2 separate regions of the Sus scrofa genome follow, and region 1 is linked to region 2. Evidence: chromatin contacts called from public HiChIP or PLAC-seq data. All regions are on one chromosome and are shown on one strand. Each heading gives the region's core, a stretch centred on a gene start, on an enhancer-like site or on the middle of the called end of the contact. The rest is flanking DNA. Distances are from core to core; before and after follow the strand shown.

What was found. HiChIP or PLAC-seq counts read pairs in DNA pulled down with a chosen protein or histone mark.
Region 1: a contact with region 2 is called in an H3K27ac HiChIP or PLAC-seq map of skeletal muscle. The contact joins two enhancer-like sites. A contact is called at or near these places in 2 of 47 Hi-C or Micro-C datasets (both in skeletal muscle) and 2 of 2 datasets of contacts at active chromatin or transcription factors (alveolar macrophages and skeletal muscle).

What each region holds. Positions count from the first base shown.
Region 1 is chr6:152,921,613-152,926,910 of Sscrofa11.1, reverse strand. All of the region lies in intron 8 of FGGY (FGGY carbohydrate kinase domain-containing protein), which reads left to right. Among named protein-coding and RNA genes, the nearest start is that of HOOK1, 210 kb to the right of the region's middle. Within about 2 kb of position 1,825, at least 3 of the 83 cell types and tissues checked have an H3K27ac peak or open chromatin away from gene starts, as enhancers often do. A contact at or near this core is called in skeletal muscle, where this site is marked.
Region 2 is chr6:153,122,482-153,127,661 of Sscrofa11.1, reverse strand. The region is part of intron 5 of FGGY (FGGY carbohydrate kinase domain-containing protein); the gene reads left to right. Among named protein-coding and RNA genes, the nearest start is that of FGGY, 88 kb to the left of the region's middle. Within about 2 kb of position 1,436, at least 40 of the 83 cell types and tissues checked have an H3K27ac peak or open chromatin away from gene starts, as enhancers often do. A contact at or near this core is called in skeletal muscle, where this site is marked.

The DNA of each region.
Region 1 (5,298 bases), core at 576-3,075, 200 kb after region 2:
TTCTGTCTTGTTTGGAGGCTGGAAACTTGAGTTAATATCTCTGAAGCTCAGTTCTCTTTCCCATCAAAAGCAAGTCCGACACTGGCTTGCCCAGCACCTTGGGTGGGGGGAATGTGTGTTCAGGGGCCCCTGCTCCCTGTGGGAGGACAGAGAGGCTTTAGGTCATGTCACTTCATGTGACGGTGGTGGCTCTGCAGCACCCTGCATGCCTCATCCAGAAATGGCAGCACGGAGGGTCATGATCACCTGTCTGCTGTGGCCATGCTGCCCCATGTGCCACCTGGGCACTGCCCCTGTGACATAGTAGGTAGCCAAGCAAGGGTAGGTTTCACACCCCGACTCCCCATCTCCCTTCTCCTGACCTCCTTCATCCAACCATCACTCTCTACAGTCTCCATTGTTGTAGAGAAAATGTAAGAGATAACCTCCTTCATCCTATGCCCCTCGGCTGATATTCAACAAACGCTTCTCAGTTTATAACAGTTCTGCAGTCGCTCACTGGGGGAGCCATCCATGTAGCTATAGGTAGTTTCTAGTTCTGTTTGCCCAGCCAGGTTAGCCGTCTCTTCTTTTGTGAGGCCAAAAATGGAGAGAGAGAGTTCTGCAGATCAGGATTTTTTTTTTTTTTTTTTTTTTTTTTGCTCTTTTTGTATTTTTCCAGGGCTGCATGCGCAGCATATGGAGGTTCCCAGGCTAGGGGTCTAATTGGAGCTGTAGCCACACAGGCTTATGCCAGAGCACAGCAACTCAGGATCCAAGCCGAGTCTGCGACCTACACCACAGCTCATCTGCGACCTACATTACAGCTCCCGGAACTCCAGGATCAGGATTCTTTAGGTTTAGTCTTGTATGGACATGGCCCAAATTCCCTTGAACTAAACCTGATTAGCAGGAGTGGGGTCTTTGGGGAGTGCTTGCAAAAGGCAACAATGGATGCACATGCACAGAAATTGTGACTTTTATTGAAAGAGGCCCCATTATAAAACAGCCTATGGAGTTCCCATCGTGGTGCTGTAACAAATCTGACTAGGAACCATGAGGTTGTGGGTTCAATCCCTGGCCTCACTCAGTGGGTTAAGCGATCTGGCATTGCTGTGAGCTGTGGTGTAGGTCTCAGACACGGCTCAGATCCCAAGTTGCCGTGGCTGTGGTGTAGGCCAGCGGCTATAGCTCCGATTAGACCCCTAGCCTGGGAACCTCCATATGATGCAAGTGTGACCCTAGAAAAGACAAAATAAATAAATAAAACAGCCTACATTCTCTTTGCCTTTATATAATAAGCTGTTAACAAGGTAAAGCCTCAATTGTGTTTAATCCCAGTGACAGATCTTCCCAGTAGAAATGAATCCAGGTGATAGTTTCTTATCTCGCTTTCTCTTCTCTAGAGTCAGTACAACATCTGTACCCTACTTTAGCATTCTAGTCAAGATGGTATCAGATCGTACTTTTTAAAATTAAACACCCCTGTGTACACCAATCCATAAATAAGAAGTACACTTTGGCCAGTATGGAGGTGATGATATTAATACAGGCTACGTTTCCCTGAGTCACTGAATGTACCAGGCACTGTACCAATGCCTATAATAGACTGTGTCACATTTAATCTTTACAAGTCTGTGAAAAGAGGTCCTGTTTGCCCCATTTTTCAGATGAACACCCCAAGGGCCAAGGTCACACAGCAAGTTGAGACAGAAAATTGAGAGTCGAACCAGAAAATCAAAAGTCAGTGGTCACATTGTTGAGACAATAACTCAGGCCAGACTCTGGTCTTAATAAGGGAAACACAGAAACTAAACAGGAGCAGGGCAGGGAGAGAACCTGTCCCCAGCAACCCAGAAGTCAAAATCAGAGCATGGCCAATGGAAGCACTGTGTCATAGGTGCCAAGGTCTTGTCACAGGGGAAAAAGCTATGTCATTCTCCTCTGTCCCTGCTCATCAGCCTTGACTGTGAGGCTGCTCCCAGGCATCTTTTCAAAGGAACCCTAAATTCTATAGGCCAGAGCTGCTTTTCCTAACAGCCAGTTTAGAATCAAAAGAGCATTGATTGGGCCATATTTGAGAACCACTTGATAGTTAGTGCTTGGCTCACGCATGAGGGATGTGACAGAAATAGAAAATATGGTTCTGACTTTAAGGGTCCAATTTGCTATGTGACATCAGAGCAACAGAGCTAAGAATCCCTCTGATGATTAGCTACTGTGTAGACTGGGCACCCCCCCCCCCGAAGCTCCTTCCCCTCCACCCCGCCTACCCCTCCCCCACCACAGAAGAAACTAGTAAATGTTCACCCACCACAGATTGTTGGGACTGTGAAAAAGATATAAGACATGATTTTACATCTTTGGGGTCAGACAGCTCTCAGAGCTTCCAAAGCCGAAGCCAGTCTGAGCTCCCTGGAGCCAGTCAGGCATTGGTTTAGGAAAGGCCACGTGTGGTTTCTTGTCCACAGGGGAAAGAAAATCAGGGGGAACTTGAGGAGAACCTCAAAGTTTTTTTGGGGGTTCGGTCTCTCTTGCAATTAACTTTGGGTGCATTGAGGTAAGTAGATGAGAAACATATGAATGACATTTCTGTTGTGATCATATATGGATGACAGAATGATGATGAATGAAGAATGATAAAGATGAAAGTTTAAGGAGTCTTAAATCCTTTGCGAATAATTCAGGACATTGCAAACGATACTTGGCAGCCTCCCTCCATCCCAAATTTGGGGACCGTTTGGTTGGATGACACAGTTGCTTGGCGCCTTTCCTGTTCAGTCAGACCACTGAAGATCTGTGAACAGGTTTCATGTATTCTTGTTTTGCTCAGAAATAAAGGGATTGGGTTTCTCAGAAGGACCAACTCTGAACCTTTCCAGAAACCTCCAAATAGAGGAGAGGAAACTTTGGCAAGCCTGAGCTTTATTAACCACGTTTCCCTTATAGCTGATTGGATGTATGGTTATAGTCTGTTGTTGCTCTTCATGCTGGTGAGGTTGTCATGTTAATAATAATGGTAGCCATGCCCGGCATTTGGATGATGTTGGCATTTGCAAGGCATACGACACATGGCACATGAAGTATGTATTATGTATGTATTTACAGATCTTGGCATGTACATTGACCTATGTAACATGTGTTAGGACACAACGTGGAAGTACAGAGAGCTAAGGGAAGACACGGGGAGGAGCAGCCAAGCCAGCACTGGGGAAGAAGTCAGAATTTAGAGAAGGTTTCCCAGAGCGGGTAATACAGAACAGAGTCTTATAAAAGGACATGTAAGCATTAGTCAGGGGAAGGTGAGAGAGGCAGCCTTTTTAGACAGAAAGAAGAGAATTTATGAAGATTTGGAGATGAGGAAGAAGATGGTTCACTTGAGGAACTTCTAGGCTTTTATGGACTCACTGCCATCAAAAATGATGGGACAAAGGCTGGGGGATATGACCACATGTATGATTAGGCCAAATAGATCAAAGCCAGGTCTCATATGCCATGGGGAGCATCTAAAGATGTACATAAGGGAAGTGATTTAATTAGGTTTGTGTATTAGAAAGATCAGGAGTTCCCATTGTGGCTCAGTGGTAAGGAAGCTCACTAGTATCCACGAGGGTGCGAATACGATCCCGGCATTTCCATGAATTGTGGTGTAGGTTGCAGATGCAGCTCAGATCTGGCATTGCTGTGGTGCAGGTGGGCAGCTGCAGTTCTAATTTGACCCCTAGCCTGGAAACTTCCATATGCTGCAGGTGTGGGCAAAGAAAGAAAGAAAGATAGATCACTGTGTTGGAGGTATGGAAGTTGGAGTCTCTGAATAGGGCTTGCAGGGTTGCAGGGGGAAGGACAATATTTGAAACCTAATTTAATTAATTGCTATTATAATAAATCCAAGCAAGAAAATGAAATTGATTGACTAATATAGTGGCAGTGGGGAGAAGCACAAGAGCTTGTGTTTGAAAAATAGAGTTAACAACACATGCAACCTTATGTGAAACAGATGAATGAGATCAAAAAGTCAAGAATGCTAAGCTGGGCGTCCCCACTGTGGCTCAACAGGATCAGCAACGTATTTAGAGCCCTGGGGTGCAGGTTCGATCCCTGGCCCAGCACAGTGAGTTAAAGGATCTGGCATTACTGCAGCTGCAGCATAGGTCACAAGTGCAGCTTGGATCTGATCCCTGGTCTGGGAATTCCATGTGCCCTGGGGTGGCCATAAAAGAAAAAAACAAAAAACGAGAATGCTGTCCTACTGGTTACTGGTTGAGTAAAGAGGGTACCATTCATTGAGATGGGGACAAGTTAGGATGAGGGGGATGACAGGTTCTATTTTGGACATGATGATTAGAAATTCAGGTCAAATGTCCTGTGTGAAAGAAACTCAGGAACAAGGTATGAGTTTGGGATGAACATTTGAAACTCGGCAGCATAAAAATTGTCATAATACACATAGAAATGCTTGAGCTGACCCCGAGAGATGCAGTGAGTGAGACCAATCCAAGAGGGAAGAGGAAGAAAAGCTCACGAGGGAGACAGAGCTGATGAAGGGTAAGGTCTAGATGGACCTGATACCCAGGTCTTTGGAGTCACATCTGTCCACTGTCCCCAAAAACATTGGCGTAAAAACCATTTGTTGTTTCATGTATCTGGAGAGCATGTTATGTTTTTGGATCATTATATGTGTTATACCACTTAAGACTAACATAAAACTCTGGTGGATGTGATTCTCTCTATTTACAGAAAGGTGAATCTCAGAAAGATTCAAAGGTACATGGTGGCTAGGATGCGACCTAACAGCGGTGAAAAGCAGGTTTTCCTGACTTCCAGGTCTATGCACACATTACATGTTTATTGACCGCCTTTCAGATAAGACTTGGTTCCTCGCCATTTCTTAGGAGAGGCAAACAGCTCATTGCAGTTCAGTCTGAGAAGTGCAAAAATAGACGTGAAATGCTAAAAGCCCCCATTCATAAACAGAATTCTCCCTGCTCTTTGTTGCACTGTGTTGGGAGTTGGCTGAAATGTGTATACATTTTTTTTTTTTCTAGTAAGACGAGAGCACAGTCCATTTGGGTGGCCGGGGGGGCGGGGAGATGAGCCACCACGGAAATACCCGGTCCCACACATGCCTGTGTCTACCCTCTAACATTCCCAGCCTGGCTGGAGGTACTCAAAACAAGACCTCCTGTTCCCTCCCAGGACCACTGGCGCCGGCAGCCTGCCTCCTGCCCCTGCCAGAGGCTTAGACGCAGCTCAGGGCGATGGAATGGCGGGAGGCGGTGCAGACAGGGCTGGAGCGGCTCCCTGCTCTGAGCCCCGTCA
Region 2 (5,180 bases), core at 187-2,686:
ATGTTCCCAGGCCAGGGATTGAACCTGTGTCACAGCAGTAAACAGAGCCAAAGCAGTGACAACACCAGATCCTTAAACCTCAGAACTATCAGGGAACTCCTGCTGAAAATGTTTTGAAACTGTAAAAATGCTCAAGAATAGAGATCACGTTTTCCAGGTGCTATTACAGAATCCCGGAAGGTTCTTGCTGTGAGGGTGAAACTGCTAAGTGAAGTAGGGGTTAGGTTTTAAGGGGACCATATCCAAGTCATATATTGTTTAGAGTTCTTTTCTCTGACCCCGGAAGGCCTTCCTTGGGAGGGACAGGACATTTTGGTCTTGGTGGCCTCTTAAATCAGTTTGCTATCCTGGATGGCTGCCACTGTAGGTGAACTCTTGTGAACTTTTGGATATGCTGTACTTGTGTGATTCTAGGTAGCCTCTGAGTTTCAGTCTGATTAACGGTGTCAATATTCAGTCTTGGATACTGTAAGAACTCTGTGGCCTTGATGGTGAGGCCTTAGGACACATAGCATAAAATACACCTGGTGGCATGGTTTGAAACTTGGAAGAAATATCTGGTCCAGCCAGGTAACCCTGGGCCCTTGGTGCTCAGTTTGTCTGCAGAGTGTGGTGGCTGGATTAGGTGATCCATTTAGCCCCTCCCTGGACTGAACCTCTGAGTCCAAAAGTAATGGTGTCGACCAAAGTCTCCCTTTGACTTCTTTCTTAAAGCTCAGGTTATTGGAAGAAGTATTATAAAAGCCTGACATTAAATTCAACCCTTTGGGATATAATTTAGTGTCAGAATGCTGTATCCTTGTCTTCTTTTTTCACCTCTTCTAGTTAGTTTATTATTTTTTAAATACACCTTCTTTTTTTCTTGTTTTCTTCATTTTTCTTCCTTGCTCTAAATTATAGTCAAGGGCCTTTGAAGAGAATTCTTAAATGTTATTAAGAAATTGCAGTCAGGGAGCCCTTTGTTCCCAAGTCATTTAGAAGATTGCTTTTCCTTTTGTTAAATATGAAACATTGTCAACCTGCATTGTTAAAATGTGCCAAAAACTGCATTCACCACTAAAAAGTGTCAGCTCTCATTATTGCCCAGATATTATTCTTTTCAAAAGCTGAGCACTCTCCCCGGGCTTTCTAAACAATCTTCAGCTCATTCATCTTTCTGGTTTCGTTACGTTTTTGAACCTCTCTCAGTCCTACCTAGAGTGGCAGCCTGTCTTTTAAAAATTAATGGGTTCCAAATGCCAGTCAAACCTATTTCCGCCCTCAACCTCCTGCTCCCCTCTCCGGCCCTGCCTGTTAGGAGTCTTATACTCTGTATAAATATTGAGCTGCAGATAGTTTCTAAAGAGGTGTTTGGACTTTTAATTAACACTGACAGCCTGTCTGCCTGGGATTTTGCTCTGCTGTCTCCATGGAAAAGTCAGGCAGGTCATATGGAGAGGAGCGGGGCTCCGCAGTGGATATGTTCCTGGCGGCTGGCCCTAGAGACACTGAACTCCGAGCCAACCATGAAGTCATTTTGAATTTAAGGAGTCTTGCTAATCCAAGGCAATGTGTCTTAATTTGACAAAGTAAAGACTGCCCGATAAGCAACCCTAACTACAAGTTCTGTGAAACTGGGGGTGTTTGTAAGTTTAGATTGTGCTAGAGAAACGTGGTGATGTGGAAGAATGGGCTCGTTTTCTTCTGTTTACTCCCTTTCCCATCCCATCCCCCCCCTCCCCCCCCCCGACTTTGGCCCAGTTCAGCCCTGCAGTCTGGCCTCTGCAGTGGCTTGATATGAAATTTGAGAAACATATGTAGTTTTCTATTTCAGGAAAATGATCTCAGGGATTGAATGTGTTTTTTTGTCGGCTGTTAAGCTCTGATCTTGCCCAGTGTGGTTTTTTGATGATGGGAAAGAGGCTTCGAAGTGCTTTTTATCAGAATTCCTTGTAATAAACCTTAGGGCTTTTTTTTTTTTTTTTCGTTAGGCCCCCACCCCCTCCCTGGCCCTCAGCACAATGTCATCTATTCTGTCAGAAGTGGGAAGAAGTGCACGTTGTTCATGTTACAATCAGTTCATTGCTGCGGGCAGGCACATACACAAAAATGGCCGCTGTGTCCACCCTTCACAAAAGCTGTTTTAAATGTAGTTCAGTGGAGGGCCAGGGGTCTGCATACTGTTGCCCATAAAGGAAAAGGGAACCATGGAGGAGAAGTCGGCCTTTGTTTTGCCTTGGAAGGGCCAGTATTCTTCTTTGTTCTTGAGGTGAGAGCCAACAATGGGCCCAGTGCCCTGTAAAACCAAACTTCATTGATCCAGGCATGCAGAGGATGTGTGGACCAGCATGGCTGGGCCTGATGAGAGCAGAGCCGAGAGAGGGGTGAGGTGAAGTGCTGGCCGGGAGATGGGGAGGTGGGAGGCCGACTCGATTATTTTCATTTGGGTCTGACCTGCCCCGTGTCCGAGGAGGAGGCATGGCTCCAGCCCATCAAGGAGCATCTCTGTCATGGTAGAGAAGGGTTCCCTGCTTATTCACCAGATGCAGGCCTCTTGAGGACAGTTGCATGTCCACGTTCATCTTTGCTTCCAGGGGGTACTTGCTGAATGAATAAGAGAATGATGTGCTCCAGCGGAGATCTCTACAGAATACGCTGAAAGCATAGACAAAGGACCGACCTACCCATCCCAAGAGTTGGGCAAAAAGGGGGAGAAAGCACAGAAAGGTGTACCCAGAGGAAAGGGAGCTGGCATTCCTGGGCAGCATGCCCGTTATCCGATTTGATCCTTGTATCATTTTAACAGATGAGGAAACCAAGACAGGGGACACGTTCATCATCACACAGCCATGAAGGAGCAGAGGCTGGATCTGAAACTAGGTCTGCATGGCTCCTAAGCGATGTCATTTGGTGTGGCTCAATCTTCCAGCAAGGGAGGAAGGATGGAAATCCTGGTTCCTCTCACACTGCATTTGTCTCCACCACTTGTTTGGTTTGCAGTGAAAAGCCCCCCTCCCTCTGGCCCTGAGATCTGGGCTTTGTCGAAATGGTTTGGGAAAATTTAAGAGACTTTTGGGCAGTGGTGGAGATGGGCTTCCCCTGAAGGAAATGCATTGAAATTGAAGCTTTGGGGACCTCGGATTGCATGGGCCCCATGAGTGCAGGTAGCTGTTGGGAGTCGTAGAATGTTCTGGGTGGGGAGGGGTTGCAGTCAGGAAGGACTTCTGTGTAGGCATTTCTCATCTCAGGAAAAGGGAATCTAAATGCCCTAGGTTCCACTTATTTTAGTTTTTTTTTTTCCTCATTGTAAACCTTCATTATGGTACCTGATTTTATATTCATAATTTTGTATTCCTTTCTTTGAGTTCCCCATGTAAAAGCTTCAGGCCCTTTAAGATGGGGATTTGTCCCAGGAAGTGACATGAGAGCACCTTGCACGGAGGAGGGAACTCAAAGTAGCCGTTGAGTTTGGGCTCTGGGGTGGCACGCCAGCCCTGGGACTTAATCGTGTGACCAGGAGCAAGTCTCTTACATCTTTTGCACGTTGTTTCCCTCATTGTACTCTATGGGCTTGCTGTGGGGATTGAAAGAGTTCACATGGATAGAGCTTATAGGCCAGCGTGCTGAGGACTCGGGAGATGTCAGCTGCCCTCGCGGCTCTTGCTGTTATTTGTTACTGGTACCTGAGACCCACATAGATGGTGCCAAATACCAGTGCCTGCCATTAAAACATTGACCTTCTGAGGGGGATAGTGCAAGGACAACTTTAGACTTACATTAAAAAGCCCACAGACGGTCCCGTTATGCATCCATCTCCTTAGCGTCTTTGGCCATCCTTCAAACGGCTTCAAATAGACTTTGTTAATTGGAAAACTGGTGCTATTTTCACAGAACTGAGAAGTGAGCTGTCTTTATTTCCTGCCAGTGTTCATCATACACCAACATTCCAGCCCCGTCAGCCGTCTCACACATCCTGGGGCCCTTTCATGTCTTCTTGCTTTTGCACATACCGTTCCCTCTCCAGAACGGCATCTGCCTGCTTTTATCCTGGCTGAGCTGTTACTCATCCTTCAGGACCCGTCTTAAATGTCCTGTTGTTTGTGGAGCCCTTCAGACTCCCCCAGGGCAGTTAGGCCCTCCCTTTTCATTGTTCCTCTAGGTTTTTTTTGTTTTGTTTTGTTTTTTGTTTTTTCCCTTTGAAACTACTTTTCTGGTTGTACTGTAATTATTTCTGGGCACATGTTTTTCTTCTACTAGCTTAGGAACCCTTTGGATGAAGAAACCACAGTTTACCTTTGCAGCGTGCAGATGCATATTAGGTGCAGAGAAATTCGGGGGGGGGTGTTGATTGGAAAGGGTTTTTCTTTTTATATCATCATAGTGTGTCATTTTTACAAATGAGGAAGCCGAGGCTCAGAGAGGTCAAGGTACAAGTTCAAGATCACACAGCCACTAAGGAGCAGAGGCTGGATCTGAACCTCGGTCTGCATGGCTCCAAAGTGATGCCCCTTGCTGTGGCCCAACTTTCTAGCAGGGGAGAAAGGATGGAAACGCTGGTTCCTCTCAAAGTGCACTTGTCTCCACCACTTGTATGGTCTGCAGTGAAAGGGCCACCTCCTTCTGGCCCTGGGATCTGGCCTTTGTTGAAATGGTTTGGAGACTATGTGATGCATGTTAGATACAAAGAAATTTGGGAGAGATTGATTGGAAAGAATTTTCTATTTTAAAAGCCACAGTCGTTTGCTCTCTAAGAGCTGTATGGTATGATTACACAGAATCATGTTTTTCTGTTGGTTTTTCATCCAATTTAAGAAATGTTCTTAATAATGTCTGACTGATCTTCAATTTGGAATGACTTCGTAGAGTTTTCCCTTTGTGTCCCTGCTTTCGGCCCTCTGATTTAAGCATATGACACTTTGTACACAACTAGTTAAGTTGTGTCTTTCTTTCTTGCTCTAGATTTTAACTTCATGAGCACAGGATGTTGCACGTTTGGCCTACGGCTCTATCCCAAGACCTAACACTAGGGTTGACACAGTAATAATTCTAGAAGAACAATTACCTCTTCTGGTAGAAAAGGTATAATATGACATTAGTGGTATTTTACAGTAATAACAGAGTATTTAACATGTACCGGCGCTGTTGTGAGCACCTCATTTATACGAGCCCCTTCAGTCCTCCCAGTATCCCTGTGTTATGTG